Linked DNA regions of Sus scrofa: regions 1 and 3 are each linked to region 2. The links are chromatin contacts, called in public HiChIP or PLAC-seq maps. All regions are on one chromosome and are shown on one strand. Each heading gives the region's core, a stretch centred on a gene start, on an enhancer-like site or on the middle of the called end of the contact. The rest is flanking DNA. Distances are from core to core; before and after follow the strand shown. Region 1 overlaps SUCNR1 (succinate receptor 1). Region 2 overlaps MED12L (mediator of RNA polymerase II transcription subunit 12-like protein). Region 3 overlaps MED12L (mediator of RNA polymerase II transcription subunit 12-like protein).

The links. HiChIP or PLAC-seq counts read pairs in DNA pulled down with a chosen protein or histone mark.
Region 1: a contact with region 2 is called in an H3K27ac HiChIP or PLAC-seq map of alveolar macrophages. The contact joins two enhancer-like sites. A contact is called at or near these places in 1 of 5 promoter capture datasets (fetal skeletal muscle) and 1 of 2 datasets of contacts at active chromatin or transcription factors (alveolar macrophages).
Region 3: a contact with region 2 is called in an H3K27ac HiChIP or PLAC-seq map of alveolar macrophages. The contact joins two enhancer-like sites. A contact is called at or near these places in 1 of 47 Hi-C or Micro-C datasets (embryonic fibroblasts) and 1 of 2 datasets of contacts at active chromatin or transcription factors (alveolar macrophages).

Annotation. Positions count from the first base shown.
Region 1 is chr13:92,122,654-92,126,629 of Sscrofa11.1, reverse strand. All of the region lies in intron 1 of SUCNR1 (succinate receptor 1), which reads right to left. Among named protein-coding and RNA genes, the nearest start is that of SUCNR1, 7.8 kb to the right of the region's middle. Within about 2 kb of position 2,404, at least 6 of the 83 cell types and tissues checked have an H3K27ac peak or open chromatin away from gene starts, as enhancers often do. A contact at or near this core is called in alveolar macrophages, where this site is marked.
Region 2 is chr13:91,619,530-91,623,476 of Sscrofa11.1, reverse strand. It overlaps MED12L (mediator of RNA polymerase II transcription subunit 12-like protein), which reads right to left. Exons shown (of 46, transcript XM_021069608.1): 45 at 3,798-3,879; 46 at 1-1,562. The coding sequence ends at 1,510. Among named protein-coding and RNA genes, the nearest start is that of IGSF10, 58 kb to the left of the region's middle. Within about 2 kb of position 2,341, at least 6 of the 83 cell types and tissues checked have an H3K27ac peak or open chromatin away from gene starts, as enhancers often do. A contact at or near this core is called in alveolar macrophages, where this site is marked.
Region 3 is chr13:91,351,767-91,356,191 of Sscrofa11.1, reverse strand. The region is part of intron 11 of MED12L (mediator of RNA polymerase II transcription subunit 12-like protein); the gene reads right to left. Among named protein-coding and RNA genes, the nearest start is that of GPR171, 36 kb to the left of the region's middle. Within about 2 kb of position 1,846, at least 17 of the 83 cell types and tissues checked have an H3K27ac peak or open chromatin away from gene starts, as enhancers often do. A contact at or near this core is called in alveolar macrophages, where this site is marked.

The DNA.
Region 1 (3,976 bases), core at 1,155-3,654, 500 kb before region 2:
GTTGAAGATCACTGCTAACTTTGAGTGTGTTTTATTTACAAAGATAAGTCACAGAATTGTAGCTATGGTAAATGCAATATTTTGGTAAGTTACTTTTTTTTTTTGTCTTTTTGCCATTTCTTGGGCCGCTCCCATGGCATATGGAGGTTCCCAGGCTAGGGGTCAAATCGGAGCTGTAGCCACCAGCCTATGCCAGAGCCACAGCAACGTGGGATCCGAGCCGCGTCTACGACCTACACCACAGCTCACGGCAATGCCAGATCATTAACCCACTGAGCAAGGCCAGGAATCGGACCTGCAACCTCATGGTTCCTAGTTGGATTTGTTAACCACTGCACCACGACGGGAACTCCCAGTAAGTTACTTTTGATTGCTTACTTTAAAACATCCAAAATTCCTCTGAGCCTCTCCTCAAGTCTTTTCTGTGGCAACCTGACATTAAGTCCAAGTCTAGAAGTTGGATTGGAATTTTATCAGGCAACAGACACTCTGAATGCTGCCAAAGAGCGAAGCAGACCGGTTTCACTCTGTCCTTGAGGTTATGTGATTCTACTGTTCTTTCACATGGCTGGCAATTTATTCTTTCTCAATGTTTCCTAACTTTCCAATTTTTTCAAATCTCTTCCATCTACTCTATTCTGTTTATCATTAGCAGATGGTTTTGCCTGCAAATCCCTGAGACAGAGCCTGTTCACTGGTGTCCACTCTCTGCTTCTTGCCTCTGTTTCTGTCCTCTCCTTACTTCCAGTGACAACAGAGAATATCTATTCCTCCGGGGTTACTCTGAATTCAGCTCAAGCCCAAATTCTCAAGATTTTTATGAGTCATCCATCTGGTCTCTTTCCCGTTTGCTCAGCTTCTCCATTTCAACTGTGTCCTTTCCATCAGTATTTAGACATTCTCATCTTGTCAGTCTTAAAAATAAGGCATACTTAAGCCACAAACCACTTTCCCTGGTTTCACATGTTTTTCTCCTTGTGATACCTTGATCTATAAAAAAAAGCTATCTTCGCTAATTGTTTTGACATCTTGACACCCTGTTCTCTCTTCATCCTTCTCCAGTGTGTCTTCCGACCCACCACTTCACCAAAATAGTTCCATGTTGTTTGAACCAATGCATATTTTTCAGTCATTTTCTCACTTGACTTCTCAGCTATTGTTCATACTATATCTTCTGGAAGCACTCTCTCTTTTGCCTTCTGTGACATGATAATCTCCTGGTTTTCCTTCTTTCTCCCTGGTTTTTCTTTGCAGGCTCTCTTATGGGGTAAACTTTCTTGGCTTAGGTGTTAAATATGGAGTTCCTCAAGGATTGGTACTGAATTCCTTTATCTATGTTCTGCCTGGCTGACTTCATACACTTTCTATCTTTAATGACCATCCACATATCAACCTCTCAGATTTACATCCCAGCCCAGACTTGTCTTATAAACTTGAGTTTTTTATACCTCTTGCCACTGATTGATCTCTCAGAGGCACCTCTGCCTGCAGAATTCTATATAAGCTCTTCAACCTCATTCTCAATCCTGCTGTATCTCCACCTAACACATGTACCCAGGTGTTCACCTCAGCATCTGAGCAACATCCTTGAAGTCATCTATAGTAACGATGACTAACCATGTATTATTTACTATAATGGCTGGATATTTCTCAGATCCATTACTATGGCTCCATCTCCTTTATCACCATTCTAATCCAGGCCACCATCATCTTTATCTCAGACTATACTATATCCTCCTATGGTCTCTTTACATCTTCTCTGGTCCCCTTTCAATCTATATGTGACACAATAGCTAAACAATCCTAAAAGGCTGCAATCAAAATTCTGATCATAGTGCTCTCCTCAAACAAAATGCTTAAATGATTTTACACTGTCTAAGGAATAAAGCCCAAAGTTTTTTTCTGAGACTTCAAGGCCTGCATGGTCTGGCTCCTGTACTTGACATCAGCTTCACCTAGTATTATTCTCCTCCTTCTCATTTTTTCCCTCTTCTTTGATTGCACAGAGAATTTTCCTAATGTTCAGCTCATTGAATTTTTTCACTGACCTTCCCCTACTATGAGCCTAGCCCCTCACATACTCTTTCAGATCTGCACTTCTTTCAGACCTCAGTTTAAGTGTGGTTTTTCAGATAGGACCTCTGACTCCCCAATCTAATTAGCACCACCCCCATTATATACTTAGCTTCTTCTTAGCATTTCACACAACTTTATCTTACTCATAGTTTATCTTATACACCTGGTTCAGTAACTACCAGTTAAGTAGATGGTCTGTAAATGATTGCTCAGGGGAGAGAAGAATATACATACTTGATTCTTTACAAAACATCTTTATATATATATATTTCTCCAAGGTCAGATAAGTAGGAAGTCCATCAAACTAAGTTCCTTGTTCTATTTCCCTATAATAGCTGATGCTAAATATAGTATGATTAATACTCAAATTTTGCAATTGTAGTAGTGATTCAGACATACATTTGTAGATGGTAAAATTTAATATGCATCTTCTAGGCTCAATTTTTTAAATTAACTAAAAAATTAGAAATTTACATCTGAAATTAATAAACTTCAGAACATCTAGGACATGTATGAAAGTATTAATAGTTTTACCCCTAGTGATGAATTCCAGATAATTTTTATCATGCCCTTTCTCTTTTTGGTTTACCTAGACTTTCATTTTTTTTCCTCCAAATCAGCATGTATAATATTAAAAATTAAAAATTTCCAGGAATACAGCAAAAGGTCAAAGATGTTTTTAAAAATAATAAGCTTTATTTTTTAGAAACACAGTAATTTTTCAATATTTTTTAATATCATTTTTTACTCTATTCCCGGCTACTTACCATTCTACAGCTTCTGGAAGTTCTCCCTTCCCTGGCTTGACATGGCAATGTCTTCTCATTATCCTCCTTCCTCTCTTTATAAACTCTTTTATGGTCTAATCCCTTTTTGGTCAAATATTGGAGTTCCTCAGGGCTCAGTTCTAGGCAACTTTGTTATTTGGTGCATGCACCTGCATGCACTAAAATGAATATTAAGACAAGAGGAACTTTCTCTCTCTGACAAGAACTTTGTTTCATTTTTGAATTTCCTCTTTTCCTAATCATGATCATTATCTTTCTGTCCAGTTAGTTCTCAAAAGTACTGAATTATGACAGTAGCTTATACATGGCAGAAAGGTTTGACTGCCATGGAAGGAAAATACATTCATGAAGGCTTGTATAACTAGAAGCCAGATTGCCAATAGCTACCACTCAGGCAAGTTAGGGGCCATAGAGAATTCTAGTTTGAGTCATCCACTGGGATGGAGATTAAGATAGGTAGTAGGGATAAAGAATACCAGGACTGGAATAAGGAAAGTGAATGACTTTTCAGAGTGGTTGGTTCATTGTTTTTTTAAAGAATAACTTTAAAAAACACATTATTATGTAACACTGACTCAGAAAAGGCAAATAGGCAAAAAAAAAAAGAGCGAGGGAAATAAAGAAAAAAATTCAAAATTATCTATAAGCCAGCCATACCTGATATTGGGATAACTTCCTACACTTTAATATTTATTTGAATTTATCTTTACAAAAATGAAATTGTGCTATTTATGACAATTTATAATCTTTTTTTCTTTCAGAATGCCTTAAAATTTTCTCTAACACATTGTTTTCTGAGAATATATTGTAGATGGTAGATTGTTTCATATGACTTAAAAACTTTAAAATTACATTCTATAAGTAGTTATATTTAATTCAGTAAATCCAGTTACTCTTTTTTGTTGAAATATAACTTACCAAGACATTAAAAAATATAATAAACCTCTTTTAATAAAATAAACTTAGTATTTGGCAATTAAAACAAAAAGTATAATTTAGTAAAAAATAAATGTAGAGGAAATGATTATGCCTTCTTTTTAGTTTCTTTTGCTGTTCTACACATACTTATAAATGACAGATCAGACAGTTCATTTAAACATTACTTAAAACCT
Region 2 (3,947 bases), core at 1,092-3,591:
TAGGAAGATATAAATTATTTATATAATGATTTGCAAAGGAAATGATCTACTAAAGTTGTACCAGCTACATTTAAAAAAAGTAGTTCTACATGGTTTGCTAATTATAGACAGGTCTATTCACAGTATGCTCGACTACATTACGTGTAAATTCATGTGGCAAAAGAAAAGGTATTAACACAGAACATGGGAAAATATCCCCCACATGTTTTAAAATGCCCTGCAATTTTCACATTCAAAATTGTATGCCTCTAAATCTAAAAAAATATTATATGGAATACTCTTAAGTTACACAAACTGATAATAATTTACTGTATTTTTTACTCTAATAGGAGCAAATTACCACATACTTGAACAAAGTTAAAATAGTTACTATTTCTTTATAATAAATTTGATGTATAATTTACTTTACTTGTGCTTTTTGCACCAATTTATAAATACAGTATATGCAATACACAACCAAGACAGACACCAACATTAATAATTAAATTCAAAATAGCAAATACTTACCATACAAAATAAACAGCAAATACATCTCTTATGAAAACCAGAGCCATCTGGACATGGGGGCCAGATTCTCTGGAAACCATGTCAAGTTTGAGCACTGTGGAATCTCAGGCCAGCTGCAAGATTTTTTTCTCAAGTTGGCATAAGGTTCAGGAGAACCAGAACTGGACAAGGTCATTTTACCAAAACTGACAATAAATAATTGGAACAATTCCACTGTGGGTCGTTCAGGCCTTTAGAATTTACATGTTGTACCTTCACAGAGACTCTGGTCAATGAGCTCTCCACTGAAAACAAATTCAGTACAGCTACTTCTAACAGGCTTCCACATACCTTAGGGTGGCTCTCACCGAAGCCTTAGTTGAAGTTCTTGGTCTAGGAAGTTTAAGTACTAAGCAACAATCTGTTTCAGCACCTTTTGACCACAACAGAAGCAAAGAAAAATCCTACATAAATAAGAACAAAGTTTATAAAGTGCTTATGAAATTACAAACATGTCAAATTAGAGCAATGCAAATAAATGTCCATTTCATCACCAAAGGTAAATGCAGAATGAATGGGTCACTGTCCTGTCACGATCTGACGTGCCTCTCAAATCAGTAGTTTTGGTCCGGCACAGTTTGCAAAAAACAAACAAACAAAAATCTTCATCATGAATGAATACATAAATATTTTAAATCCACCACAATTCATTCTTTCTATGAGATTCAAAAAAAAGCACCAATTTCAAAAGATCTGCTACCAAACTCTTCCTGGAGTAGGCCCACATGATCCACATTTTTAAACCTATGTTAAAGCTGAATGAAACCAAACCAAACTGCACCTTTTCCTTTACTTTTTGTTTAAACACCTTTGTATGCAACGTAGCGTAAAATATGGGAAAACTTCAAATAAATGAAAGAATAAAGGGACATGTCTAAAGATGACTACTGCATTCAATTTGATTTTCTATTTTCCAGTGCAAACAAAAAGCTTCATAAGAACAAGTCTTGTCCTCTTCCAGATTCAGAAGTGTGAAGGATGCCCATAGGGAGTCACTCCTTGCTGTGGCTGGTTACCTAAGGAGAAAAATAAATTCAGATAAGATTGCAGATGCAAAATTATGCCACAGGTAGACAGTATGCTCTTGTCACTGCCTTCAAGTACCAAGCTCAGGAAGAGGGGAGCAGGTGGACTGGTCAGGGGGTACAACACTAGCCCAGAGTTTTATTACTGCTATTGAATTCATTCTGCGGTGGGGGGCTCTGCATTGGAGTTGCATACCTGCCAAGGCAGCATAAAGCTTTGGGATGCAGGGAATTGGCCCATCAAAAGTCTCTATCTCTGAACTAACAAATATCTCTACTAATATACAGAAGAACTATGAGTATCATAAAACACTGAACGTTTTCAAAACTTTAGGAAAGCACATCAGAGAGTCTGCTTTACCATGAACATCATACTAGGTAAGAGAGCGGTAGCTTGAAATTGGACAGTTGTCTGCAAATGGCTGTATGTGCATCAGAGAGAACCGTGCAAGAGTATATGCTTGTGAAAGAGTGGCTGTGTGTGTGGTGTGGGTGTGTGCATGTATGTGTGTAGGCACACACAAAGAGAAAAATGACATGGGCTTAAAAATAACTGCTGATTGCACAACTCCAGTGGGACTATTCAAATCCAGAGGCCCCGTGCACATGGACTGTGGCATAAAAGGAGCCCCTAGAGTTGTGCAATGGGCAGCTCAGCTTGGTTGCCTTTATTCAACAAAAGAAACCGGACATAACTGCTGATATCAGGCAGCAGCATCTTGTGGTTAAGACATGGGGTCTAGAAGGAGATGGTCTAAGTCCCAGCTCTTGGCTGAGTCACTCTGGGCAAACAGGTCAACACCCCCATTGTTCAGTTGTTTCCTCATCTACAGTATGGGAAAAGCCACAATTCTTCATCTCAAGGGGTGGTTTAGGAATGAAGTGAATGAACACATATAAAGTCATAGTTCCTGGGTCTAAGAAAGTACTCCAGAAATAATGGTTTAAAAAAAAAAAAAAAAAAAAAAAACATTTTGTGAGTTTGGGGAATCTGCAACTCCTTTAAAATCCGAAGTACATATCTGAAATCACTAGAAGAAAATTAAAAATAGAACATGTTGTCTCTACCTTAAAATTATATTCTATTGCCATGCAAAAATATGAACTTTGGAATTGGTGAAATACAGTGAAATTTTAACTGCATGTGTTTAATAGATCATACTGATTGAACAGTCATTGGAAAAAGATTGCTTTACACAATTAACTGAAATTAAATGAGGGAAATACTCTACAGGGGAAACAAAAAAAAAGACCTTGGTTATGCCCTCAGAGAGATAGAAGATATGAGAGATGTTCCCTCGGCCCAGGAAAAAACACAGGCAGCAGCCGGGCGGGACACTAAGACCAGAACCAAGCTGCCACTCAGTCATACACCACACCCTTCCCTCACAGTTCCCACCAGAGCTGCACCACCACCCTCAGAGCTTGTTGCTCTTTGCTCTCTACTTCAGAAGCACAGAATCAAGACCCCAGAGGAATCTCTGGTCTCGCTCCTCACCACACGAATGACAGGTAATGGCAGTGGAGTTGGCACTAGAATTTAGGTCTTCTGATTTCTGGGCCAATACTCTTTGTATCACTGGGGACTTGCTCCCATTTCTAAAAGAACCCTACCCTGGGACTCCAGCACAGGGTGAGGGGACTCACGGGAGCTGAGCTGGCACTGAGATTAGGTCTAAGAAAATAGGTGGTGGGCATGCACCTAGAGAGGCAGCAGCTGGCACGGCAGCAAGAGTACTGGGGAAAAACGCTACCCTGCAATGCCATCTGCCAGCGTGTTACAGGCTTTGGTTTCTCCCAGTCACTATCGGCAAGGAGTTGCCCTGGTAAGAGTGTCTCGGCCCTAGTGACCAGGGCATGGGTCTTTCTAGCACTAGCCTCTCCATATCTCTTGAGGGTGTTGGCAGAGTTGTGCCAGGGTGTCCAGCTTGATGAGCAAAGCACCTGCCATTCCACCAGGGTCCCCCAGATGGAAAGGAACATTCTCAATTCAGATGGAAGCAACAGGAAAACATCGTCACTGAACTCAAAGACATAAGACTGGGCCTTTCAGGAAAAGAAGCATACAAACCAAAACAGGACAAAATGAGAATAGCCTGGACTTAACCAAACATGCAAATGGCATGGAGGAAGCCAGTAGTTTTCGAGGATCTGCCACTTGCGTTTTGCCAGATGGCTCATTTTTCATGTCCTGGGAGCCGTCTGTTCCCAGCAGAGCGTACTTACTAGAAAGCTGCTTCTGGAGCTGCCGCACCAGGGCGGCCGTCTGCTGCTGCTGCTGGGTCTGCTGCAAGCCTTGCCTGGGAAACTGGAATCAGGAGAAAGGAGGGAAATCAGTTCCCATCACGGACAAGAGCAGAAAGTCTGCAGTGTGCT
Region 3 (4,425 bases), core at 597-3,096, 270 kb after region 2:
AAGCTCAGGCGGGGCCGTGATCGGCATTAATAACTCCACAGGCACCACAATGGGAAGACACTTATGGGTGCTTTCCTAGTTTCCTTGACTTCTGCCTCATTTGACCCTCTTATCTTGAGTCCCATTTTAAAGAGTGACTTTTTTGGAGTTCCCATTGTGGTGCAGTGGAAACGAATCTGACTAGCATCCATGAAGATGCAGGTTCTATCCCAGACTTCGCTCAGTGGGTTAAAGATCTGTATTATTGCTGTGGCTATGGTGTAGGCCAGCAGCTACAGTTCTGATTCGAACCCTTGCCTGGGAATCTTCATATGCCTGGGGTATAGCCCTTAAAAAAAAAAAAAAAGCAATAAAAATAAAATGACTTCTTTTTTTCTTAAACATGTTTAAAAAGAACAGAAAAGACCTAAGCACTGAAATGAGGGTGATCGCTCTTACAACATGGTAGCAGCCAGCGGGCCTGGGGTGGGCCAGTCCCATCCAACCGCCCCCTACTGGGGGTAAAGCCTCTGTGAAAATCTGAGAAAGTAAAACGTCTGATAGGTCCAGGCTGTGCTTTATGGATTACCAGACTGTGTGATATGTATGTGTGTCCCCACAGTAGTCCGAAGGGAACCAAAGGATCACATTCCTGCCATCTCTCCAGGGTCTCACTGCCTTCCTAAACCCATCAGTCAGGAAGGGTAGCAGTTAGTGTTTACTGAGAACCATTTAAAGCCAGGCACTATTAATTTTGAAATGCTTTATCCATATAGTTTCCTGCCATTTCCACATCAGGAGATAGGATGCCCCATGCACAAAGGAAGAAACTGAGACTCATCCAGGTGACTGAATCGTCTGTAACACCACCAAGAAATGCACTAACCTGCTGACTTGCCTGCCAAGACCTCTCCTGTCAGCTGCCCTCCCACTTCCACCTGCACAGATCCTCTTATACATCTGGACCTGATCCACTGGTAAAACTGACATATTACACAGAGCTCATCCCTGCCTTCACCCCAACCCTTCCGAGGCAAATCTTTCAGAAGGGTTGCCCCTTCCAGTTCAAGGACCCAGTCATTTTTTTTTTTTTCTTCCTTTTTACGGTTGCACCTGCAGCATGTGGAAGTTCTCAGGCTAGGGATCCAATCAGAGCTAGAGCTGCTGGCCTACACCACAGCTACAGCAACGCTGTGGGATCCGAGCCACACCTTCGACCTACACCACAGCTCACAGTAATCCCGGATGCTTAACCCACTGAGTGAAGCCAGGGATCGAATCCTCATCTTCATCAATACTAGTCGGTTCATTGCTCTGAGCGACAACAGGAACTCCCCAGATGCTTTTTTAAGAGCCTCCAAAAACCAATTCAGTGAACATCTCTGGAAGACACATTAGGCCCAGCTCAATGCTGGAGGCAGTGAAGAAACTGAGGTTTGGCCTGGCGGATCATGTGGTCAGAGTTCCCCGGCCACAATGGTGTAGAGCTAGTCTGGCCTTGGAGGCCTGGGCCAGAGTGGAAGAAAGGCCTGCTCCGGACTTTCCAGTCAAAAATCTCACATGAACTCATTGCACCTGTCCAGGGAGTACTCTGTGAATGGTCTATGCAGAAAATAAATGCAAACAATAAACAGTCGGTATTCTGGTGTCTGGTGTGTGGTGGCTGGGATCTGCCGTCAGGGAAAGAGGAAATGCACACCTGCCACTGTTTGGGCACACACTGTTACCAGCACAGTTGGGCTGGCCTTTCCCTTTGTTACTCAGGAGAAAGTCTGCCTCCTCCAGCACCAGAGGGAGAAGTGAAAAGGCAGCTCTTCCTGCTTCCTTTCAACTTTCCCTTCTATCCATGCCCCTGGGGAGCACCCAAAGCCACAGCTGCTTCCTCCCTCCTGCCCAGCACAGCACAAACCAGGAGAGAAGCCAAGCAGAAGGAAGTGGTCTGGGGCTCTGGAAGGTGGAGGGGGCACCTCCCTGGCTTGCTGCTCAGAGAGGAGGTCAGCAAGGTGACCCCTGCCTGTGGGTCCCAGGCAACAGACTCAGGCAGGGATTGGAATCCGGAGGTCCCCACGGCCCCCACTGTAAGGCCCCCATGAGGATTCTGGGCTTCTCTGCCTCTAGTACGCAGAGTAGACATGGTTCTGAAACACTGAACGGGCCAATCGTGAGTGAGTGCTGCATAAGACACTCCCAGGAGCTGGAGAGTGACAGGCATCTGAGTGGACATGGCCCACAGACACACTGCTTGGCTGGCAGAGTGGTTTAAGACTGGGAAAGCTGACATTCAAGTTCTCCTGAAATTCTGGAAGGTCAGGCAACAGTGGGTCTGCAAACCAAGCAGAAGCCAAGAAAGGCTACCCGGTGCAGAAAGGGCAGCCCCCTTTCCCAGTGACCTTGGCCTCACCCTCTGGGGGAACTGTATACAGCAGCCCACCTCTAGTTTATATCGCCTGCCTGGCCACTGGTGACAGGAGTCTCTGAGCCCCATTCTAAGTGTTATAGACTTTGATATCTCACATATACTGAATGGAAACCCAAGTAGCATAAATCTAGAATAAGTAAACATCGAGGATGTTGAGATGTATACTTTCTACCTTACCCATCACTTGGAAGCAGTAGCTGGCTCGGGGGGGGGGGGGCAGGTAATGGAATAACATTCTCCATGGCTAGCTGTGAACGCATGCCTGGCACACCCCACAGGGGGCACACTGCCAGCTCCTATTCTCACGCTGGCCACAGTCCAACCACAGGGCAGGACCAAGCCCTCAAATGCCTTCATGCCCATGCATAATGGTTTTAGCAGGCTTTCACCAAATACCGAGAATGATCACACACACCAGCCTGAACCTTAGATTTCTGAGTCCTCTAGACAGCTGCTTTCCCCACTCCCTATCCAGAGAAAAGGGAACCCAGGGGTAAAGGTCAAATTTCCCAAACAGACGTGGGAAGCACTCTGCAGTCTGGGGCCCAAGCATACCTAAACATGTCTTCAGCAAGCACAAACCTCAACCTTATTGCAACTGCAGGGGTTGGTCAGTTTTTCTACTACCTACTGTGTTGTCTAAGTCCTAACACAAATTATGAAACCAAAAAAGGGGAAGTGCATTAAAAAGAAGTGAGCTGTTTCTGAATCCTAACCACACCACTTTATAGAACTCCTTATCAGAGAATTATGCCCTCAGACTGGTTCTTCCACAATAATACTAATAATGCTTGCCACGTTATTATCATTAACAGTAACAATTCTTTAAGACTTACGTATATAGGGCTTTAGAATTCTCAAAGTGCTCATGTCTCCTTAGAGATAGAGAGGGCAAGTATGTGTTCTATGCCAATGTGACAAGAAAGGACACTTAGGCACGAGTAACTTGTCTGTAACCTGCTCAAAATCGAATGACTGATTAGGAATCAAAACAGCTCTGCAGCTCATAAGCGAATTCCAGAAATATTGTAAAAATTACTTATGTTAAATATTTCAGAAAGATATGTCCAGTTACTCTTCCTGACAGATTAAGAAAAGGTGACCAGTCTGAATTACAGGTTTAAAAATGTGGTTTTTGTCTTACTCATAAAAAGGCATAGTAACCACAAAGCAACCACTCACTTACATCAAATCTTTCCAGAGTTGAGTCAACATTCAATATAATTACTCTTGAATGGGCTACACGGACATTTTCTCCAGTGAAGTCTGTGACTAGAGCACCGAGGACTCTCAGCCCTGGGCACATGGCGCCCTCTAGTGGCAAACACCTCCCTGCAGCCCCGGCCGAGAAGTTCTTTTAAAGGAGCTTTGAACAGTGAGCTCCAAACAATGCTTAAACCCTCTCAGCTTAGTTTGCTATTTTTCTTTTAGTAAATACTCTCAATCTACACATATTGAGTTATACCTTCTGTGCCTAAAATACCATAATAATGATGATCGTTATAAAACCTAGACACAACAGAACTGCTTACAGTGTAAAATATTTTTTTGAAATGTTATCTAAATATAAATTCTAATACTTTCTTCTTGCCCTCCCCCAATGTCTCATCTCAAGCACCCACTTTGAGGGCAACTGTGCCTTAGAGAGAACCTCACAGTGGGATTTTATTCAAAAATATCAGATCTGGTTTCTGCCCCTGACACTCATCGTTTTCCTTTTGGGGTGCTGGTAAGCAACTTCAGTCTCGGTGGGTGAATGAAGCAAATAATCCTAAAGTTGGCCAGTTCATCCACTAGGAAGTTAAACAGCCAGGTCAAATGTAAACTGAAGTGGCTTTGGTGGACCTCTCACCAGGGTACCATGCTGCCTTGACTGCACACTTAGTGTAAGGAGCTTAGCAGTCCAAGGGGACACCTTGAATTCTGGGTGCCCCTACTGTCCTTCCAGATATCTCGCATTTACGTATTAAGAAATCTTCATGCTCTTGAGGCCTTTTATCTAAGCAAGTCTCTATTACAAACAGACT